Linked DNA regions of Mus musculus: region 1 is linked to region 2. A link is a contact called in public promoter capture Hi-C data. All regions are on one chromosome and are shown on one strand. Each heading gives the region's core, a stretch centred on a gene start, on an enhancer-like site or on the middle of the called end of the contact. The rest is flanking DNA. Distances are from core to core; before and after follow the strand shown.

What was found. Promoter capture Hi-C pulls out the DNA fragments that hold promoters and counts their contacts.
Region 1: a promoter capture Hi-C map of hippocampal neurons shows a contact between it and region 2, with 3 times the contacts expected there. The contact joins the promoter of Ceacam2 here to the promoter of Plaur in region 2. A contact is called at or near these places in 2 of 39 promoter capture datasets (hematopoietic stem and progenitor cells and hippocampal neurons).

Annotation. Positions count from the first base shown.
Region 1 is chr7:25,536,369-25,542,281 of GRCm38.p6, forward strand. It overlaps Ceacam2 (carcinoembryonic antigen-related cell adhesion molecule 2), which reads right to left and starts at 3,636. Exons shown (of 9, transcript NM_001113368.1): 1 at 3,333-3,636; 2 at 2,206-2,565. The coding sequence starts at 3,396. The region is part of intron 6 of 4732471J01Rik (RIKEN cDNA 4732471J01 gene); the gene reads left to right.
Region 2 is chr7:24,458,531-24,464,366 of GRCm38.p6, forward strand. Plaur (plasminogen activator, urokinase receptor) reads left to right here and starts at 3,953. Exons shown (of 7, transcript NM_011113.4): 1 at 3,953-4,037. The coding sequence starts at 3,980.

The DNA.
Region 1 (5,913 bases), core at 2,386-4,885, 1.1 Mb after region 2:
ACATGCCAAAGGGCCGTGGTTGTTGATATTACACCACAGAGCCATGTTTGTGTGAATTATAACACAAACTAGCTGCATGTAACTTCCAATGACTGAATTGGATGGTTCAAGAGGATCTGAGATCCTAAAGCAGGCATGGCCGCCAGCCACCATAATTCCCAGGCAGGACTATGGAGCATAAATAAATTTTATCCCTCAGTCCAGCTTTTTTAAAATATTAATAACAGGGAGGAGATGTAGCCTCCCATAAGCCTGAAGCAGGTTGAACCAAAACTTGACCTTGCTGCCACTAAGGAGATTATCTAGGGTGGAGCCTTCCTCCCTGGATCACTCTATTGTTGAGCCACTGTTGCTGTTCCTCTTCAAGATACTGCTACCTGCTGAGAGGCCCCGGAGCTATTCCGGAGACTATGCCCTATCCTGCACATCATCACCTGTAGCTGGTTCAGGATCCAAGGATGAATTGGCGGTAATGGACTTTCTCCCCTCTTTTATAAAGCGTGTCTGCCATTAAACATTTGAACCTTGAGCAGACTAGTTGTCTTGGTTCCATTATTTCTCAACCCGCCTAGGCTCCCTCTTTTCTTTCAGTTCCAAGATGCCTTCCAGGCTCGAACCTGGACATGTGAGCTGCTGGCCGGCCCCAACACAGGGTAGACAGGTGCCCTCCAAGGCTTTGCTGTTCGGGGCTGTCCTACAGATAGGCAGTGAGGACACTTCCCATTGAGCTTCCCTGAGAATCCTCACAGCCTGTCAGATACCTCACACAAGAGACTTGCAGTTGCCTAGCATTCAGGTTGGGCCGGGCCACAAGGTGGGCCATTCTTGTTGGGAGTTTGGTGTTGACTCACATGAATAAGAGATCCCCCAAAAGAGAAGCCTGAGTGCAAGAAATTATCTAAAAGAGTAACGAGTGCCTAATAAGATCTCCAGGGTGGGGAGGCTGAAGATGTGGCTCTGGACAGATAAACTCGTGCTACCCAGCGCCTGTGTGACCCTGACTCAGTGACTGTATTTCCTGCCTCAGTTTCCCCATAATAGGACATATGGTAAATGATCATTGCCATGCCTGCAAATGAACCTTAAAAGGAGCAATGATCTGACCTTCCATAGACCAGAGTCTGTTACTATTTGCTGCAGGAAATAATCCCTGGGCCTGACACCCTGGAGAGCAAGGAGCTGCCATTTGTACACGGTTTCCTCCTATCATTTTAGGGCTCTCAATTTTCCTGGAAAGTCTCACAGGAGCATCACAACAGTTGGCTGGTTGTCTTTCATACCTCTCCATGTACGCAGTGCACACTGGGTCTCAGGAGGAGATACCCAGGTGACCTACCTCAGACATGGCTCTAGTCTAGGCTGTCAACAGCCTACAATCAACCATTGTCCCTGTCAGCTCTAACAAGAGGGCAAATTTCAACCCAGGCTAACAACTTCCCAGGGTTCCTGGAGTCCAGGCTGGGTCTGGAGCAAAGTTTCCTGGTGCTCACCTCTCCGTGAGATTCTCATGGTTTCCTCAGGGAGGCCCTGCTTGAGCCCTGAAGGGCATGCTCAGGATACATATCCTGTCTTAGTCAGGGTTTCTATTCCTGTGCAAACATCATGACCAAGAAGCAAGTTGGGGAGGAAAGGGTTTATTCGGCTTACACTTCCATACTGCTGTTCATCACAAAGGAAGTCAGGACTGGAACTCAAGCAGGTCAGGAAGCAGGAGCTGATGCAGAGGCCATGGAGGGATGTTCCTTACTGGTTTGCTTCCCCTGGCTTGCTCAGCCTGCTTTCTTATAGAACCAAGATTACCAGCCCAGAGATGGTCCCACCCACAAGGGGCCTTTCCCCCTTGATCACTAATTGAGAAAATGCCTTACAGTTGGATCTCGTGGAGCCATTTCCTCAACTGAAGCTCCTTTTTCTTTGATCACTCCAGCTGTGTCAAGTTGACACAAAACTAGTCAGTACACATCCTAAGTTACTGTGCAGAGTCTGACATCCTCAGACTGAGTTACCTAACAATCTCTTTTCTGAAAGAGTGGGTCCAAGCAAGGCATCCCTGTTTATTGCTGGTTTTCTCCCCTCTGTGTGCCGTGAACTAAATGCTCCTTCCACAAGGTAAGGGACATAGTAGAGTCATCTAGGATTGTCAATGCTGTGTGGGAGGCAGGATTAGCTCTACCCATGACCCAGAGGTTACAGAGAATTACTTACTGTGTACATGAAATTGTCCAGTCAGGACCCTACGACGATAGTTTTGATCTGTCATTTCTATTGTGTAGACTCCCGTATCCTTCATGGTGACCCTTTGGATGAGCAGGGATCCATTGCTGTATAGTGTCTCTCTGCCACTGTGTACAGGCCCTTTTATAGTCTTATTAGTGCCTGTTACAAATCGTACAATTTCAGCATTTGTAGACGTAGTAGATCCCTTGTGCCAGCTAAAGGCCGAGACTCCCTTCATCATATTGTAAACAACTAGAATAACATTGTTGCCTTCAGCAGCGTGGAGTGGAAAAGCCATAACAGTCACTTGTGCAGTGGTGGGAGGGCTCCAGGAGGCTAAAAGTGAGGCTAAGAGGGAAGAGAGAAAGACCTATCAATCTTAGGACCTTTGCAAAACCTCTCAGCCTTGCTGTGCCTGTGTCCTATTGGGTGGTGGCCAGCAGATCACCTCCATTCCTCATCTTTCCACTGTAGGAAACGCTCTTCTCCGGCATTCACACAGCTCACTGCTCACTGCCCTCAGATCCCAGCTCACACTCAGAGTCTTTGCTGAGTGTAGGCCTATCTTCTCTGACCTCCTCCTCTAAAGACCCTGCGCCTTCATTTTCTGGCCTTTCTCTTCTTTGTTTTTTTCTGAAGTGCTTGCCAACCTGACCCCACCTAGATGCCCTCGCAGGTCTGCCGTTCTGCACATAGAACTAGGGCTTTGTGAGGAGGGCTAGGTAGATTTTGGCTTAACCCTTGCTGCTTGGAACATGCTCATATACCTCTTTGCAAATCAGTGTCCCAGAGCCTAGTGTATTTGCAAATTTCTTAGTGTAGTATGCAATAATTCTATTTACTTGCCCCAGTTTGGTTTTTATGTGGAGAGTCACCCTGACAGAGTTGTGGACTTCAGTCTTCAGGATATCCTAGCCAGTGCGATAAACTTAACAATAGGGAAGAACTGAGTTTCTCCTCACCACTAGCCAATTCACACTCACTGAGAGCTTCCTGTTGCCGTCAAGCTTCAAGCAGAAGCCAGATGTCCCTTCTCAGGTTCCTTTCCTCTCCCAGAAGACCCCAGCCAGTCTCTGAGCTCCCCTGCTCTCTACTGGGAAGGAATATCTCCTTACCTGTGAGCAGTAGTCCAAACCAGGGAACCTGCCCTTTGTGGAGATGTGCTGAGGCCAGCTCCATGTCTCTTCTGCCTGCTAGCTTCTTCTCCAACACTACTGCTAAGCCTGGCTGCCCTGATATCTGCCCTGCTTTTCATAGCAGAATTGATTCTCCTCCCAGAGAAGGGCACCTCCCAGATTCACGTGGGGTGGGGGTGGAGCCTGTGACTCTAACAATGCTGTTCTGTCAGTGCGGGCCTCCCATCCTTCTATTCCTCTCTTCCCAGTTCATTGTTCTAGAACATACTCTGAGCAGTGTTCTAGAACATACTCTGAGCAGAAAGGCTGAGATGTGTCCTATACCCTGGCCTTGGGGCTGTCAGCAGCAGAGGGAGTTCCAGCACTTCCTGTAGCCTAGAGTGACATAAACCTCAGGGGAGCCCTGTGTGCCCTGTTCTCAGTGCTCACTCAAAGTGTGGTTTACTCCAGGCAGGAAGTGGCAGAGTTATCTGGAGGGTTAAGGAAAGGCCTAGCTGAGTGATGACTGGGTAGGACCTGATCCATCGTCACTGATGACACCAGTCATGTGTCTGATCCTAGGATACAAGTTGTCTCAGGGGCTTCATATCCTGGGTGTGCAGGAGGAGGTGACCTGTGTGTCCTGGAAAGAGGACTGTGTGCTCCATCTTCCTATAGAGGGCGCCAGGAAGACCTCCCCAGCTTCCGGTGCTGGCCAAATGTGATTCAGGTCTGCCCATGCTCTCCGTAACATTCCCAGGATGGCTTTGTTCTCCTTGGTGAATGCCCTGGGATTTCCCATCTCTCCCATGGATGATGGAGGATGGAAGGGACCACATTGGTTGTCCTTGCAGAATGGAGTTCTCAGAGATACAGGAAAAAGCCAGTAGGACAGAGTATGGTTACGTGAGGGAGCTGGCTCCAGTTGTGTCAACTGGGATGGAAACTGCAATCCAGGTTGCAAGATAGGTTCTTGCGTATTCTTTCGTTGGTCATCCAGATCCCGGGAGCTCTGTGGGGGTCTGGCCTCTTGGCACTGTTGCTCCCTCCACTGGGCTGCAAACCCCCCTCGGCTCCTTCAGTCCCTTCTCCAACTCCTCCATCAGGGACCCCATGCTCAGTCCAATGGTTGATTGTGAGCTTCCACCTTGCCTCTGTACTTGTCAGGCTCTGGTAGAGCTTCTTAGGAGACAGACAGATCCGGCTTCCATCAGCTAGCACTTCCTGGCATCCACTATCGCATATGGGTTTGGTGGCTATATGTTGAATGGATCCCCAGGTGGGGCAGTCTCTGGATGGCCTTTCCTTCAGTCTCTGCTCCACACTTTGTCTCCGTATTTCCTCCTGTGAAGATTTTGTTCACCCTTCTAAGAAGCAGTGAAGCATCCACACTTTGGTCTTCCTTCTTCTTAGGCTTCATATAGTCTGTGAATTGAATCTTGGGTATTCTGAACTTTTGGGCTAATATCCACTTATCAGTGAGTAAATATCTTGTTTGTTTGTTCCTTTGTGACTGAGTTACCTCACTCAGGATGATATTCTCAAGTTCCATCCATTTGCCTATGAATTTCATGAAGTCATTGTTTTTAATGGCTGATTGGTAGTCTGTTGTGTAATATACCACATTTTCTGTATCCATTAGTGACCCATGGCCCTGGCCACACATGTGGCAGAAGATGGCCTTATTGGATATCAGTGGGAGGAGAGGCCCTCAGGCCTGAGGCTGTTCAATATTCCAGTGTAGGGGAATGCCAGGGCAGGAGAATGAGAGTGGGTGGGTGTGGGACCATCCTCTTAGAGGTAGGGGAAGGGAGGTGAGGATAGGGGATTTCTGAAGGGGAGACCTGGAAAGGGGAAAACATTTAAAATGTAAAAAAAGAAAATATACAAGGGGTGGTTATGCCTTTTTTCTGTTTTTTTCTGTTGATTATATGGTCCAATTTCGCCCCCTGGTGTTCAGGAGGAGACCTGCAGCTCACATCTGGGTTGCCCTATGGATGGTAACAAGGCTTTCAAAACTGTGGAGGAGCCCTTCTGGCCCACTGCTGCACCGTGGTCCCTGGCCCGGGGAGTCTGCGGACACCCGCAAGGTCCCACACAGGATCCGCCACGGGATCCTAAGACCTCTGGTAAGTGGAACACAGCGCCTGCTCCAATCCAATCGCGCAGGACCTGAGACTGCATTAATTAAGGAAGCAGATAATCCAGCCTGACCCAGGGCTCAAGTCCCTTCTGGCCCACTGCTGCACCGTGGTCCCTGGCCCGGGGAGTCTGCAGACACCCGCAAGGACCCACACAGGATCTGCCACGGGATCCTAAGACCTCTGGTGAGTGGAACACAACTTCTGCCAGGAGGCAGGTTCAAACACCAAATATCTGGGCACCTTCCCTGCAAGAGAAGAGCTTGCCTGCAGAGAGTACTCTGACCACTGAAACTAAGGATAGAGCTAGTCTCCCAGGTCTGCTGATAAAGGCTAACATAATCACCTGAGGAACAAGCTCTAACCAGAGACAACTATAACAACTAGCTCCAGAGAATACAAGATGGCGAAAGGCAAACATAAGAATCCTACTAACAGAA
Region 2 (5,836 bases), core at 2,703-5,202:
TCTGAGGTATCTGTCCAGCCCCTAGCTAGAATCTTTAAAAAAAAAAAAAAATTAAGGGGTTATTTATTTAATAAGTGTAAGTGTTTTGTACCTGTATGTGCACTAGCTATGTGTCTGGTGTCCAGTGAGGCCTCGGGTCCTCTCGGACCACACCCAGTGCTAATTTTTAAAGAGGTGGGAAGTTGGAGAGATGGCTCGGCAGCTACAGTTGCTCTTACAGATGATCCAGGTATGGTTCGTGTGTGGAACTCCCTGGTTCTAGGGACCCCACTGCCTTCTGTGGCCTCGGCTCTCCCCCCCCCCCCCCGCCCCTCAAACCCAGGACCCAGGGTATCCTAGGCAACGTTTGGCTTCGGACCCTGGGACAAGAGACTGAGGTACGAATTTTACACACCAAAGCAGACCTGGCCTCCAGGTTCTCCGGCATCCCTCAGTCCCTACCTGGCATACCCTGAACTTTCTCGTACACCGGCTGGGCTGCCCTTCCCCCAGGGATTCTTCCTTATATAATCCAGACATTTGGTCTTTCTCTTCACACACACACCCCTTCTCTTCTCTCTTTGTCTCTCTTCCTCTTCCCCCTCCCCATGGCGACTCCCCTGGCTTCAGTCCTTGGGTCCAGTGAACTCGTCCGAGAGCAGCTTCCCAATAAACTTGAATTTAATCTAATCTGGTTTGATTTGGCCCATTTCACGTGCAAGTGCTCTACAACTGAGCGGCACCCCAGCCCGCTCAGACTCTTCTCTCATCTATTGTTTCTCCTTCCCAGGTCATCTCTCCCTCTAACCCTTGGCTCCCTTCACTCCTGACTCTGCTCTCTCTCTCCCTCTCTCTCTCCCTCTCCCTCTTCCTCCCTCTCCCTCTCTCTCTCTCTCCCCTCCCTCTCCCTTCCCCTGTCTCTTTCCTCCTCCCTCTCTTCCTCTCCATCTCCTCTGCCCCCCACTCTCACCTTTATCCCTATATAGTCTTTTTTCCTTCCTCAGGCTGGGGAAGCCCCCACGCGCTGGACCTCGCCCACAACCCAGCAGCAGGGTGAGGCCAGGTGAGTCACCAGAAGGAAGGAGTGGACATTCCTGCAATTTTTCTACACAGGGGATCAGTGACTTGGCACTTTTCTCTCCCTTCCTTCTACTCCTGACTGGAACCTCCCAGAAGTCAGAGTGGTACAAACCCACAGGGAAGGAAGAAGATATGGACAGACAAACAGACAACTGAGGAGGGGACGCAGAAAGAGAGATAGTTATGCAGAGGCAGATAGAGGTGGCATATGCCAGTAATGCCAGCACGCCTAATGCCCCTGTCTCAGCTTCCAGAACTCTGGTGGACAGGTATGGTGGCAACTGGATCCCAAGCTCTGTATGCTAGGCAAACACTGCCCCAACCCAGCCCCAACCAATGTTCAGTCTTCCAAGTAAAGAAACAGAGAACTGTGTTGGCTTATGGTGACACAACCAGGGAGTGGCCCATCCTGGCCACCATCAGCATGACAAACACTGACCTCAGACTCCCAGGCTGGGGCCAGCTTCCCTGTCACATAGCAAGAGCTCTGGCAGGAGGGTAGGGGGAAGGGTTGGGAGAGAGGTTGGGCCAGCTGCCATAAAGCACACCTCTCCCCAGAGGATGAGTGCATTCTGGAGCCAAACGTGAGTGACCATGGCCAGGGGACACAGATTCGTGATCCCCTAAGCACCCACGGTTACATGAACTTCTCAGAGCGACAGCATGAAGTAGGCTGAATCTCACAGCAACTTTCAAAGCTGAGGCTTAGAACAAACTGGGAAAATTCTACTATAGACCTCAGATGCTCTCTGATGATGTTCGTAGCCTTTAGATTGGTAGAAGCTGGGGATGTGTTTGCACACCCCCAAACTATCCAGCAGCTGCCCGAATGTTAGAGCCAACACCGAGAAAAGCAATACATACCTATTTTAAAAAAACATAGGTAGCCTACCATAAATTTGGCTCTGGACCTGTAACATTCCAACTCTACGCTTAGTCAATCAACTTTGTAGAATGTTTTTAAATTTATTTATTATTATATGTAAGTACACTGTAGCTGTCCTCAGACACCCCAGAAGAGGGCATCAGATTGGTATAAGCCACCATGTGGTTGCTGGGATTTGAACTCAGGACCTTTGGAAGAGCAGTCAGTGCTCTTAAATGCTGAGCCATCTCTCCAGCCCCCAGCAAAAGCTTTTCAATTGACAGATTCTAGAGTTAGGAATGAATATGTTCAAGACAACCACCTTCTTATTGAGCATATACTACGCCTGAGGCCCTAAAGCAATCACAGTTTGTTTTCCTCCTCCATATGAAACAGGATCTCTCTCACTTCTCTCAGGGCTCCTCTCAGACCTTTGCTGTCTCAACCTTCCAGATGAGCTTGCAGCACAGAGAGGCTAAGAAAGACACCTGCTAATGATCAGTAAGTCACACAGCCCTCACAGTCTGGGGCCAGCCCCCTACTCTCTCAGTTAGGACCTCTTAGAGGAAAACTTTATTTGGGCATTTTTATTTTTATTTTTCACCTTTTACCTTATCTTGACATTAAATCAAGCCAAGCTGGGTGTGTGGCTCAGTGGTGGAGCCCCTGCCTAGCCTCCCCCAGTGAGGGGTTGGGGTGTGGCTCAGTGGTAGAGCCTCTGCCTAGCCTCCCCCAGTGAGGGGCTGGAGGCGTGGCTCAGTGGTAGAGCCCCTGCCTAGAATCCCCCAATGAGGGGCTGGGGGCATGGCTCAGTGGTAGAGCCCCTGCCTAGAATCCCCCAGTGAGGGGCTGGGGGCGTGGCTCAGTGGTAGAGCCCCTGCCTAGAATCCCCCAGGGAGGGGCTGGGGGCGTGGCACAGTGGTAGAGCCTCTGCCTAGCCTCCCCCAGTGAGGGGCTGGGGGCGTGGCTCAGTGGTAGACTCCTTGTCAATCCTGCAGGAGACCTTGGGTTCCGTGTTTCCCAGCTCAGGCTTCAGTGACTCGGTACTCACAGCAGTGACATCACTACTGTACGGGTGCTACTCATTGCTCTCTGCTCTCTCTGGTTCCCACTCATCAGCCACACTGAGCCGCTCTGAGTGATTCTTTGCCCTCAGGGCTTTTGCGATGACTCTTTCCTCTCCCTCAAAGGCTTTCTGTAGGAATCCACTAGACTTCTTGCACACCTTTCCTGGCTGCCCTCCGCATCACCCTCCCAAAGCAATTAAGCCATTTACCTCTCTCCCTACAGTTTGTTCCTCTTTCAACTTGTTTTTCCCCTGGTTTCCGACTGATGGGAGAGATTAGATAACTAATGTATCCTCCCCATCGTAATGGCAGAGGGTGGCGTCCTTGTGTTTCCTGCTGTGTTCCAGTTCCTGGAACAGTGCCCAGTACCCAGGAGGTCCTTGGTCAGGAGCTGAAGGAATTTTGCCCTCTAGTTTGGCAAGTTAGTGTTCCACATGATTTCCCTACATGGAATTGTACCGCCTCGGCCAAGGATGGTAGCGTGCCCATGATCCAGACTCGGGGGAGACTGAGGCAGGAGGTTCCTGAGTTCAAGGCTGGTCTTCATAGCAAGACTCTCTCTGGAGAAACTCAAATAAAACAAACTTTGAAAACATAAACTCTGATTGGTAAGAAATAGCCAAGGCTAGAGAGGATTCTAACCCTTGCTATTTGGTTGTCTTCCTTTCTCCATCATAGTCTCTCTCTCTCTCTCTCTCTCTCTCTCTCTCCCTCATCCCTCCTTCTCCCTCCCTCTCTCCCTCCGTTCCTCCCTCCCTCTTTCCCTCCCTCCTTTTTTGAGACTGCATCTTACTATGTATGGAAGGGGCAGAGTTTCTTGAACTATGGAAGAGGAAGGGCTGGGGGGGGGGGGCGGGGGCGGGGCGGGGGGAGGCGAGGCAACCCCTGGAGCTGACTCACTCTTTAGCAAACAGTGGGAGGAGCCCTAGGGTCACAAAACTGTCTTCTTCCCCTCGGTCAGTCTAGAGCAGAGGTGAAGGAAGAACCCATGGGACTCCCAAGGCGGCTGCTGCTGCTGCTGTTGCTGGCGACTACCTGTGTCCCAGGTAAGAGCTGCGTGGTGGCACCGGGCGTGAGCTAGAGGAGGATGGCCCAGCGCTCCACCCTTCTATCCAGCTATTCTCCGGGTGTGTTCTCAGGCTCCACGTGGCACAGTCAGACTCCCGCAGGCATTCATTTAGTAAACGCTGATCCCTGGTGCACAGTGCCTGGCACACTGGAGGACGCGGAGGAACAGAGAGGTTAAGAAGCTGGTCCAAAGCCTCACAGCTAGGGGTTGAATGATAACTGGACATGTGACCTCACAGCCACTCCCCACAGTGTTTTGGTCTGTGTGGGGATCCCACTTTGGGACAAGACAGGGGCTCAGGGGTCTACATCTCAAAGGTCCACAGAGTTCAGCGGGAGCCCAGGGCCTGTCCCTCGAATACACTTGTCTTTTACTATGTTATGTCCTCAGCCTTCTTCCTCCAGGAAATGCGGGGGAAATGGTGTTGAGAAAGTAGAGGGAAATGGGGAAGGAATTGAGTCAGGGTTTGGCACGGTGAATAACTCGGAAAGCCCTCTCTAGTCCGCGGGAGACCGGAGATGATTAATGGGGTGGGAAAAGATCTCTGGCGGGGCCTGGGTGGTCTGGGAGCTAGAGGGGGGAGGGGTGGGGGTGCAAAGGGGAGGGGCTCTTGTTGAAGAAAGGATATCTGGCACAAAGGGACCGGCTCTAAATTGCAGACCGGATCTCGGGGCTCAGACAGGACAGTTCTTACTGTGAAATCCAACCCCGGGAGGAGGGGACCCTGGAGTGGGGCTGCCACCTGGGGTCAAAACTGGCTGTGTGGTTCAGGACAGTTACTTAGCCTTTCTGTTCCTGGAACTTGTCTGGGAAATGGGGGCCAGACTAAGGCTAGGCTGGTGCAAAAGTTCTGATTAGAAACTGGGCAGTCGGGGGCTGGAGAGATGGCTCAGTGGTTAAGAGCACGGACTGCTTTTCCGAAGGTCCTTAGTTCAAATCCCAGCAACCACATGGTGGGTCACAACCATCTATAATGAGATCTGACGCCCTCTTCTGGTGCATCTGAAGACAGCTACAGTGTACTTACACATAATAATAAATAAATCTTTAAAAAAAAAACGAAAAAAAAAACTGGGCAGTCTGAGGCGGGGGGCTATAACATTGGCGAGACGTGGCCTAGGTGAAGACCTGCAGGAGGGACTTCGGTCCTGGGGTGGGACAAACGTTTGGGGGCTGAGGTGGGTCTTTGAAAGTGGTTCTCAACCTTCCGAATGCTATGATCCTTTAATACAACTCCTCACAGTTTGGTGACCTCCGACCATAAAATTATTTTTGTTGCTACTTCATAACTGTAATTTTGCAACTGTTAGAAATCTTCATGTAAATATCTGATGGGCAGAATATCGGATATATGACCCCTCCTGAGGGTGAGAACAGCTGGGCTGTGTGCTGTTAAGCCCCGGCAGGGCTAGTCTACCAAGAACAGAGTAGAGTGTGATGGGAAAATAGCCTTAATTCCAAGGCAGGTGGATTTCTGACTTTAAGGCCAGCCTGGTTTACATAAATAGTGACCAGCCATAAATAGTGAAAACATTTCAGAAATATTTAATAAAATAATATAAAGGTAGGAAGAGAATTTAGGGAAGGAGCCAGAGTATGGGAACTAGCGTCTAGAAGGAAGCATTAAGCATGGTTAAGGAAGCCAGGGGCAGGGCTAGAATATTGGGCAGAACTGGAGACTCTGAGACAGGCAGGAGCTACGGGCTGGGACTAGAACCTAGGAGAGTGTCGGGGAAGGGGGAGAGAATGTTTTTGGAGGTAAGCTCAGTTGATTAT